Linked DNA regions of Macaca mulatta: region 2 is linked to region 1. The links are chromatin contacts, called in public Hi-C maps. All regions are on one chromosome and are shown on one strand. The core of a region is the stretch at or near the end of the contact, and the rest is flanking DNA. Distances in the headings are between cores, read along the strand shown.

Region 1 (5,009 bases), core at 1,759-4,258:
CTCTCAAACCTCTTTTTTTGCAATTTTGCTCCATCTCAGTAAATGGTACCACTCACTAACCAGTAACTCAGGCCAGTACCTGGGAGTCATTTGTCATTCCTCCCTTTCTTTCACATCCCACATCACACTCATCAGAAGGTACTTGAATTTACTTCCATACTTAGAAACCATCATTCACCTTTCCCTTATATATTCTGCCATCATCTTAATCCAAACCACCATTATCTCCTGTTTATGGTGCTGGATTAACCTCCTTATCATGATTCGGTCTCTGCCCATCTTTCCAGATTCATCTCATACAACTGTCCTTTCTGAATATATTCCAGCAATACTGGTCTTTCCTTAGATTCTTGAACATTAACATGTCAAGCTCTTTCCTGCCTCAGGACCTTTGCACAACCTGTTCACTCTGTTTAGAATGTTGTTCTTTTCCTCTCTTGCACAGTTGGATCATGCTCATCTTTTAGGCATCAACATCAACTCCTCGGAAAGGTCTTCTTAGACCAGTCTAATTCACATAGTTTCCTTGTAAATTCTCCTTAATTCTATCCATACAAGGTAAGTTCCATTAGAACAGGAATCTACCTTGTTCATCATCGGATCTCAGTACCTAGCAGTTCTTGGCACAGACCAAAGAAGCACTTAACTATCTGCAGAATAAACAAATAATTACTTGTTGCTCTGTGATCCAGTCTTGTGGGGTCAGGAAAGGGTTTCTGATTTAAAAGGCTTTGCAAACTGGGTAAGAATTAGCCAGGTCACGGACAGGGTCAGAAGACGGTTTGGGGTGAGAAAGAGGATAGTACACTTCAGGAACACAGAAGACATTCTATATGGCTGGAGCGGTGGAAAACCACTGGGGCTGAAGAGGCAGGCAAAAGTCAGACAGGAAAGAGCCTGTAAGTCATGTTAAAGAGTTTGGGCTTAAACCTGAGGGCAAATAGGAGGGACTGAAAGGTTTTCAATGGGGAGTGCCTCGGGCAATTATCTTTATCAGCCCAGCAATGTGGAGACTGGACTGGAATGTGACAAGATTGAAAGCAGGAGAACCAGCTGGGCCAGGTGGGGGTACTGCCACAGCTATGTAGCAGTCATAGGGTCGAACCAAAATAATGTCAGTAAAAAACGGAAAGACGTGAACAGATCTGAGATATTCAAGAGGCTGTTAGGGACTGGCTGGATGCGAAAAGGAAGAAAACTTTCAAGTTCTGGTTTAAGCACCTGGCTCAGTTAAAGTATGTTCCCTCTAAGCCATGATACCAGTTTGGCAGATCCCCTTTTAGCACGTACTACTCTGCACAGTGGCCCGCTGAATACGTATTTGCACATCACAGAAGCAAGAGTCGCGCCTTTTCCACTCTATCTCCGATTCTAAAAGCTCACTCGGAGTCTAGCTCGATGCCACTGAAAGCGTTCAATAAACGTTCGTTAGGTGATTGCAACTGCACTGAGTCTAAAATAAAATAACTGACGTTTATATCTTTTACCCTCATGTCCGCCCGTTTACAGAGAATAACTCGTGAAAAAACAAGTGCCGGGCTCTGGGTGGGTCTCATTCATAATGAAGTTAAGAGCCTCCTTGGGAGTCTCCGGCCCTTAGGCTTCCCCAGAACCCCTTTACCCAGCTCACCTGAGGGAGAAGACCAGTAGCGGGCCCAGGCGACACACAGTGACTCAGACCGGCCGGATCAGTAGTTCGCCGGGAGCCTTCCAATCGAATCTCCCGCGTCCTTTTCCGCCGGAAGTAACGCTTTGGCTGCGTTCACTCAGAGCCAATCAGAAGAAAGCGCCGCAGAGGGTGGCGCTTAGCCAAGAAATCCTACAAGCTTGTGGGAACGACCATTTTCGTCAAACTGCGGGTAGAGTCGGTGGATCAGTAGTACAGTCCGTAAAGTTGGTTTTGGCTGCGCTAAGCCTCCTGGGCGTAGGGATCCCCGGAAAGTGTGGAGCAAGCCTGGGCGTCCTGGGGTCTGGCGGGGTGACTGAAAGAGGGAATGGAAGCCGGATGAAGAGGGTTGAGGGAGCTTTGGAAGCCAGACCCGGCGCTGTCCTAGGGGCTAGCACTACCCAGGGGCGGAGGGGGGAAGGGGGCTTTGGCAGGAGGCAGGAGGGAGGTGGAGCGCGGAGTGGGTTTTCGGGTGCCGAAGAAGAAAGGGGGCGTTACTTGAAAGAAGGGACCGGGACCTGGCGGGATTTAGGGACGATGTGGACCCGGGGCGACCTCTGTAATGGATGGGTTGTGCAAGCAACACAGTTTTGGGGTTACCAAAGAACGGAGTATCATAGGGAGTGGTTAGGCTCCATGATGGAGGTGGGTGCAAGGAGCACAGTCTTTGGAGCTGGACCCAGCGGTCTGCGACGACGTACTCCGCTTACTGCTGAGTGATCTAGTGCAAGTTCCCGCACCTCTCTGAGCCTCCGTTTCCACATCTGTAGATGGGAATAACAATCGAATACGACGCACAAGATTGCTGTGACGATTGAGTTAGAGGAGATGATGCCTGTGCCTCCCTGCCTCCTGATATACTGGCCTGTAGTGAACCTTCAATAAATTGTCATGGAAGCTGTTATTGCCTTTATGTGGGATTTGCGGAGGGCAGGAGGTGTAGCAATGGAATTGAGGCAGCCAGGGCAGAGTTTGGCGGTGATTATAATGGTGGGGATATAGGATGACCTGAAGGACAGGTGGGCTTCGGGGGCGCTATAGATAAAGCATGGGCTACAGCGATGAGGTAGGAAGAGGCCCTAGCATGATAAAGGCAAACTTGGGATGTGACCGCAATGAAGGTGAGTGCTAAGAAGCAGACGGCACGAGAGTAAAGTGGAGTGGAGGCGGTGCCCTCGGGGATGGGGGCGGAGTGGCTGTGGTGACCTGGTTTGGGCGGTGTCTGAGGAGCTGGCTGGCTTTGGGTTTCCCCCGGGAGGAGCCGTTTTGCGGCGGGCGGAGCTGCAGACTGGGCAGGGCTTAGCCCGTGCGCTGCTGCTGGCCTCCTTTTCGCCCTCCCACCCGCACTGCAGCCGCCAGCCTGAGCCATGGGCCGCCGAGCCCTCCTGCTCCTGCTTCTGTCTTTTCTGGCGCCCTGGGCCACCAAGGCCCTCCGGCCGGCCTTAAGGGCCCTCGGCAGCCTACACTTGCCAACAAACCCCACATCCCTCCCGGCTGTAGCCAAGAACTATTCGGTTCTCTACTTCCAACAGAAGGTAAGGGGGAGTGGGGGCTTCACCGTCCCCGGCCCAACGGCCGGGAACCCTCAGAGCCCGGGCAACGGAGCCCACCTCGAAATTCACACCCCTTGATGCCTGGGATCTCTTCGGTCTTTGGCTCATGTCTTCCAGAAGGTGGTCTCAAATCCCAGTTTTGTTGAATTTTTCTCCTCCCATTACCAATAATTTGGTAGTACTTCTGGCTCCGTACTCTTGATTCAGGTTGTTCTGCAATTGGACACGGCAGTCACTTCAACTCCGCCTGCTCCCATAGGGTGCCCCAATCCGAACTCCCTTAACCTTCCCTCAAATTCAAATTATTAAATACCAGCTCTGCTACCTAGTCTGCGGTGATAGTCATCCTTTGCCCCAAGGCAGCCCTAAATACAAATTCTAGTATTTTTACCTATTAGATAATATTGGATAGTTATCCATCCTAAAAACCAGACTCTCATAAGGGGTCAGCTCAGAGCTGATTTTGTAGCCCTATTATTAAGAATTGTTGAAATCCCTATTCCCCATAAGACTGAACGTGTGTAGCCTATGGTTGTAAAAGGAGTTGTAGGAGCTTGTGGTGGGGTTGGGGATTAGCCTTTCTATGGTTTGTAACATGATTTTAGAGCTTTTTAGGCTTGATGCCTTTGTGCTTGGCTGCAGCATGAGGCATTCCCCCACAGGTCTTGATGGAAAAGTACATCCTCTGTGAAATGACGAGGATTCCTTACAGTTCAGCATTTCTGAAAGCCTGGTAAAAATAGGAAAAGATTTGGAAAGGGTTGGGATTAGAAAGAGTGCAAGGGTCTGAAGCTTGGCTTTAGGAGTCAGGTAGAACCAGATTCTACCCTGCTAGCTCTATGACCTTGGGCAGGTTACAGTACTTCTCTGAGCCTAGTTCCTTGATCTCTTGGGGTTTGTGGTGATGGTTAAGTGAGAGCAGATAACGTGTTCCTAGCAGAGTATCTGGCCTCAAGTAGGCACTCATATAATATGTGGTTATAGACCTATGTGAAATTTTGTTGTTGTTGATTGTATAGAGACAAGGCTCACTATGTTGCCCAGGCTAGTCTTAAACTTGTGGACTCAATAATCCTTCTGCATCAGCCTCCCAAAGTGTTGGGATTACAGGCTTGAGCCACTGAGCCCAGCCCTTATATGAATTTTGAATGGGAATTTGTGGTAGAGGGATGTCATAGACTTCCAGAATAACTTAGAAATAATTTAAATTTTTTTTTTTTATTTTTAAAAATAGAGATGGGGTTTTGCCATGTTGCCTAGGCTGGTCTTGAACTCCTGGGCTCAAGCGATGTCCCAAAGGGCTGGGATTGCAGGCGTGTGCCACTGTGTGCAGCCAAGAAACAATTTTTAACTCAGACATTTGAGTTCAAGTTTATGAGGAAGATAAAACATTTTAATTTTACCAGGGATACCAGGAAATAGTCTTTTTTCTCAGGCAACTCCCTTAAATTAATTCTCTAGGCATAATTCCCTCATTTGTAAATTGGGAGGGTTGGGACAAAGACCAATGTGTTTCACACTTTACTGAGGAAAATTAAGGGCTCTTTGGGGAGCTGTTTCAGAGGGAAAGTGGATGAAGCCTGAAGTGGAGGCCAAATTAGGTGCTCCAATACCCCTCTCTTGGATCTCTTTCAGCTTTTATCTGTTTTATATGCTGGGATTTTATATACAACTATTTGCAGAGCTCAACTGCTAAAGTAAAATGGGGAGAGGACTATTGGAATGGAAGATCTCTAAAATCCCATTGGGATCGATGAAAAAGAGAACTATCAGCAGAAAAGGAGAGAGTG
Region 2 (5,009 bases), core at 1,265-3,764, 390 kb before region 1:
CACCTAAAACCATCTGGTCTTCGACAAAATCAACAAAAACAAGCAATACAGAAAGCATTCCCTATTCAATAAATGGTGATGGGATAACTGGCTAGCCATATGCAGAAGAAAGAAACTGGACCTCCCTACCTCTCACCATATACAAAAATTAAGCCGGATTAAAGATTTAAAAGTAAGACCTCAAACTATAAAACTCCTAGAAAAAAACTAGGAAATACCCTTCTTGACATAGGCTTTGGCAAAGAATTTATAGCTAAGTCCCCAATAGCAATTACAACAAAAATAAAAACTGACAAGTGAGACCTAATTAAAGAGCTTCTGCACAGCAAAAGACACTATCAACAGAGTAAACAGATAGCCTACAGAATGGAAAAAAATATTTGCAAACTATGCATCTGACAAAGGTCTAACATCCAGAATCTACAATGAATTTAAACAAATCAAGAAGAAAAAACAATCCAATTAAAAAATGAGCAAAGGACATGAACACACACTTCTCAAAAGAAGACATACAAATAGCCAACAAACGTGAAAAAATCCTCAACACCACTAATCATTAGAGAAATGCAAATCAAAACTACAATGAGATGCCATCTCACACCCATCAGAATGGCAATTATTAAGAAAAAAAAATCCACATATGGGTTAGGCTATGAAGAAAAGGGAACGCTTATACTCTGTTGATGGGAATGCAAACTAGTTCAGCCACTATGGAAAGCAGTTTGGAGATTTCTCAAAGAACTTAAAATACAACTACCATTCAATCCAGCAATCCCACTACTGGGTATATACCCGAAGGAAAATAATTCATTCCATCAAAAAGACACAGAGCTGGGCACCGCAGCTCATGCCTGTAATCCCAGCACTTGGGAGGCCTAGGCGGGTGGATAGTTTGAGCCCAGGAGTTCTGGACCAGCCTGGGCAACACGGCAAGTCCCCATCTCTACAAAGCATACAAAAATTAGCCAGTTGTGGTAGCACACACCTGTAGTCACAGTTACTTGAAGGCTGAGGCAGGAGGATCAGTTAACCCAGGAAGTTGAGGCGGCAGTGAGCCATGCACGACTGTACTCCAGCCTGGGTGACGCAGCGAAACCCTGTCTCAAGACAAAAAAAAAAAAAAAAAGAACACATGGAATTGTGTGTTCATTGTGGTGCCATTCACGATAGCAAGGACATGAAATCAACTTAAGTGCCCATCAACAGTGGACTGGATAAAGAAAATGTGGCACATATACACCATGGAATATTATGCAGCAATACAAATAGGGAAATTATAATCTTTATAGCAACATGGATGGAGTTGGGGGCCATTATCCTATGCAACCTAATACCAAGAACAGAAAACCAAACACACATGTTCTCACTTAGGAGCTAAACATTGACTATATGATGGTAAACATGGAAACAAGAGACACTGAATATCATTAGATGAGGAAAGGGGGAGAGGCACAGAGGGGTGTGAGCTGAAGAAGCACCTGTTGAGTACTATGCTTACATCCTGTTGGGATCGTTGGGACCCCAAACCTCGACATACTCTAGGGTTTTGCTTTTTGTTTTTTGAAACTGGTGAGATTAAACTTTTTTCCCTTTTTTTTTTTTTTTTAGATGGAATCTCGCTCTGTCGGCCAGGCTGGAGTGCAATGGTGTGATCTCGACTCACTGCAACCTCCGCCTCCAGAGTTCAAGCGATTCTCCTGCCTCAGCCTCCCGAGTAGCTGGGATTACAGGTATGTGCCACCACGCCTGGCTAATTCTGTATTTTTAATATAGACAGGGTCTCTTCATGTTGGTCAGGTTGGTCTCGAACTCCCGACCTCAGGTGATCTGCCCGCCTCGGCCTCTCAAAAGTGCTGGGATTACAGGTGTGAGCCACCACTCCTGGCCATCCTAATGTTTTAAATAGCGATTTATATTTCCTCTTCATGAATTGTCTGTTAAAGCACTTGTGGGCGGAAATTAAGTTTTGTTCTTCTTTCAGTGTGCTTCGGGCCTTAGAAATGGTGTTTGTTACGTAGCTCTCACAAAGCTTTGAATACATATAGATAGAAACCTAGCCGTAATTGTTTAGAATCTTGCGAGAATAAGCCACTGCAACCGCACAACTGTGTGCCATTTTAGGATTTACCGAGAATATTCATGAGTATTGGTGCATTTTAATACAACTACTGTGCATTGATGCTTTCAGCATTTTACTATGCGCAGCAAAGTCTTGAGTGAGGTCTGGGAAGGATAAATGGTGAAAAATTAAGGAATTTCTCGCAGAAACGGAGGAATTCATCTTCCCTAAAGAAAGAATATACCGACTAAAATTAGTTGGTCCTCCCGTGCACCAGACGGCGAAGCAGCAGGATGTGACGCTGCACGGTCAGTGAACGACTTGCTGGACTACACTTCCCAGAAGGTTTCTTTGGCCTCCGCACTACGCAATCACCCAGAATGCTCAGCGGCCGAGAACTTCAGGTCCCAGACTGCTGTGCGGCTAAATACGACTCCATCTCCCCCGACCCAAGCGCTTAATGGCCGCTGGCAATCTTGGGGGAGCCAGCTGTTGGACTATGCGCCGCTGCCAGGAAACAGGCGCCAGAAGGTTCTCCGACAAGATCCCGCCTTCCTAAGACGGTAAAGGCGTTCACAGGTCGGGAAGGGGCGGTGGGAGTAGTGGGACAGCGCTGAGCATTGCTCGTGAACTGTGGGTCGGCCTGCGAAGAGGCCCAGTTTCGTGGCACCACTGTGGCGCCCGCGCTGGAAGGTGGTCTTGTGACAGAGCGAAAACTACAATTCCCAGCATTCCTGCGGTGCCAGAACTACCTTGCCCGAAAGCCTGTGCGAGATTTACCCCGTCTTCCGCCTCCCGTCCGCCGGAAAACTCTGAGGCCATGAATAGTCGCCAGGCTTGGCGGCTCTTGCTCTCCCAAGGCAGAGGGGATCGTTGGGTTTCAAGCCCCCGCGGGCATTTCTCGCCGGCCCTGCGGAGAGGTGAGGCAAGGCGTCGTGTCATAGATGTCTGAGTGCTCTCTAGGGAGACGATGCCCGTGGGTCGCGCCTGCTCGAGCGAACGGGAAGAGAAGGTGCCACGCCCTCCTCCCCGATTCACGCCTTGTGCTGGCGACACAGCTGCCTGCTGCCCCGACTTGCCCAGCTCGCCCCAAGGGGCGAGGACTGAGGAAATCAGTGCCTTTCTGTTCTTAAAGCGAACCTTCGAAGGCCAGGGCTTCGCGCCCGGCTTCTTTCTCAGCCCTTGTTTCCCTTTTTTGGTGACAAGAGGCTAGTAATCTGGTAGGTTTGTCTGGAGGCAGCGTAAGGTAATCTGTGCTTGAGGGTGTCCTGATTTCTTTTGTGGCCTGATCTTTAGATTTTGTTTTTTTAGGTGCTGGCCTCGAGCCCAAGTTTTTGGTAGACAGCATCATAAATTTCAGATCACGTCTGCCTTATTCTCGCTGGAATTCTCAGTACTTTTCAGTCACATTGTAGACTTTGGGGAAAAAAGTGAATACTGGAACCTACAAGTTTCCAACCGGTTGGCACCCCTGTTAACAGGGTGTCCTGAAGACATCTAACTTTATTCCGAGAAACGTTTCTAGGGCTAGGTTTTTCTTGTTGTCGTTTTTTACCCCCCGTTTTTAAACTTCCCTCCTAGTTTTTAAACCGTTTTAAGATTGTCCACAAAATAGGCGAATAGGCACCTCTTATCAACCTTAGCATTCTCTGTTCACCTTCTTGAATCTTCAGTGCCAGGTACCCTGAGCCAGTCGGTACCCAAACACTTCCACGCTGTTATTTATGCTCCATATTGTTACTTGTGCTGTTTTGCTCATTGTTTAATTTTAATCCACACCAGTAACAGCTGCAGTCAAAACTGCAGTTGTTGATCATCCGTCTGTAAGATTGCTCTTTAGCTGCCAGGATCATTCACAAGGTCTCTTTTGTTAGGTATTTGGGTGTTTAGCATAAATACACATTATGATGGATTTTACAAAAAGGAGGTAGCACTTTTGAATTCCAGGAAATCATCCAACTTTCATCTTTGTTGACTTTTACAGGTGTGCTTCACATATCCAAATGAAAACAAAATTAAATGTTTTTAGAGAATGAACTTTGAAGTGCATATCATAATGCGAAATACATGACCATAAGTAAATGTTAATGTTTTAACGTAAAAGTTTTCCCACTTGAATCTGAGTGTGCTTGGAGAAACTTTAAATCTCTTCTTACAACTAGTAGGATTTGTGTCCTTCCTCACTAAACAAATATTGAATGTTTATTGTGTACAAGTAGTTTAAACTTGCCTAATAATGTTAATAATCAGGGGATTTGAAAACCTTGACCTCTGACCAGTGGAAGGACCTTAGTTATCATGATGCAACTAGTGTAGCACGTTAGTAGACCAGCAGGTAAGAACATATGCTGTAATGCCTGTTCTATTGAGTTCCTGACAGAAAAGTAACTGACTATACACTGAAGTGTTTCAGCTGTAAAATTAGCAGTAAATTCATATAAAACTTGCAACTTAAATTTATTGGGACAACATTTTACATATTTGTTTGTTTGTTTGTTTGTTTCAAAAGTAAAATTTGACCTTTTCCAGCAAAGAGGAGCTTGGTGCAAGATAGGCCAGAGTTCCAGTCCGCAATCTATGACTTAGTAGTTTTGCCAAACTGGTTAAACCTTTAAACCCTTGAGTTTGTATCTCACTATTACAAACAAACAAATCCGCAAGATATAGCTATCAAAGAATCAAAAGTAGTAACAATGAAAGGAAAGGTTTGGAGTTTTGTACAGATGTTTAAGCCTGTACAAAACTTTTCAGGCTATTAAGGATCTGTTGTTCCACTATGAGCTAGAAACACTGATTCTGGGCACTTCATTTCCCCTACCTATTAATATGGCTGCGAAGACTTATTTATTTATTTATTTATTTATTTATTTATTTTGAGACAGGGTCTCTGTCACTCAGTCTCGTGTGCCTTGGTGCCATCTCGGCTCACTGCAACCTCTGCCTCCCAGGC

Evidence for each region. A called contact is a pair of places that touch in the nucleus more often than the background predicts.
Region 2: a Hi-C map of fetal cortical plate shows a contact between it and region 1, with 2.8 times the contacts expected there. The contact joins the promoter of CCDC90B here to the promoter of PRCP in region 1. A contact is called at or near these places in 2 of 14 Hi-C or Micro-C datasets (CD4 T cells and fetal cortical plate).

What each region holds. Positions count from the first base shown.
Region 1 is chr14:83,436,473-83,441,481 of T2T-MMU8v2.0, reverse strand. PRCP (prolylcarboxypeptidase) reads left to right here and starts at 3,008. Exons shown (of 9, transcript NM_001261249.1): 1 at 3,008-3,201. The coding sequence starts at 3,034. It overlaps DDIAS (DNA damage induced apoptosis suppressor), which reads right to left and starts at 2,069. Exons shown (of 5, transcript XM_015115343.3): 1 at 1,631-2,069.
Region 2 is chr14:83,822,103-83,827,111 of T2T-MMU8v2.0, reverse strand. It overlaps CCDC90B (coiled-coil domain containing 90B), which reads left to right and starts at 2,514. Exons shown (of 9, transcript NM_001260811.1): 1 at 2,514-2,979. The coding sequence starts at 2,880.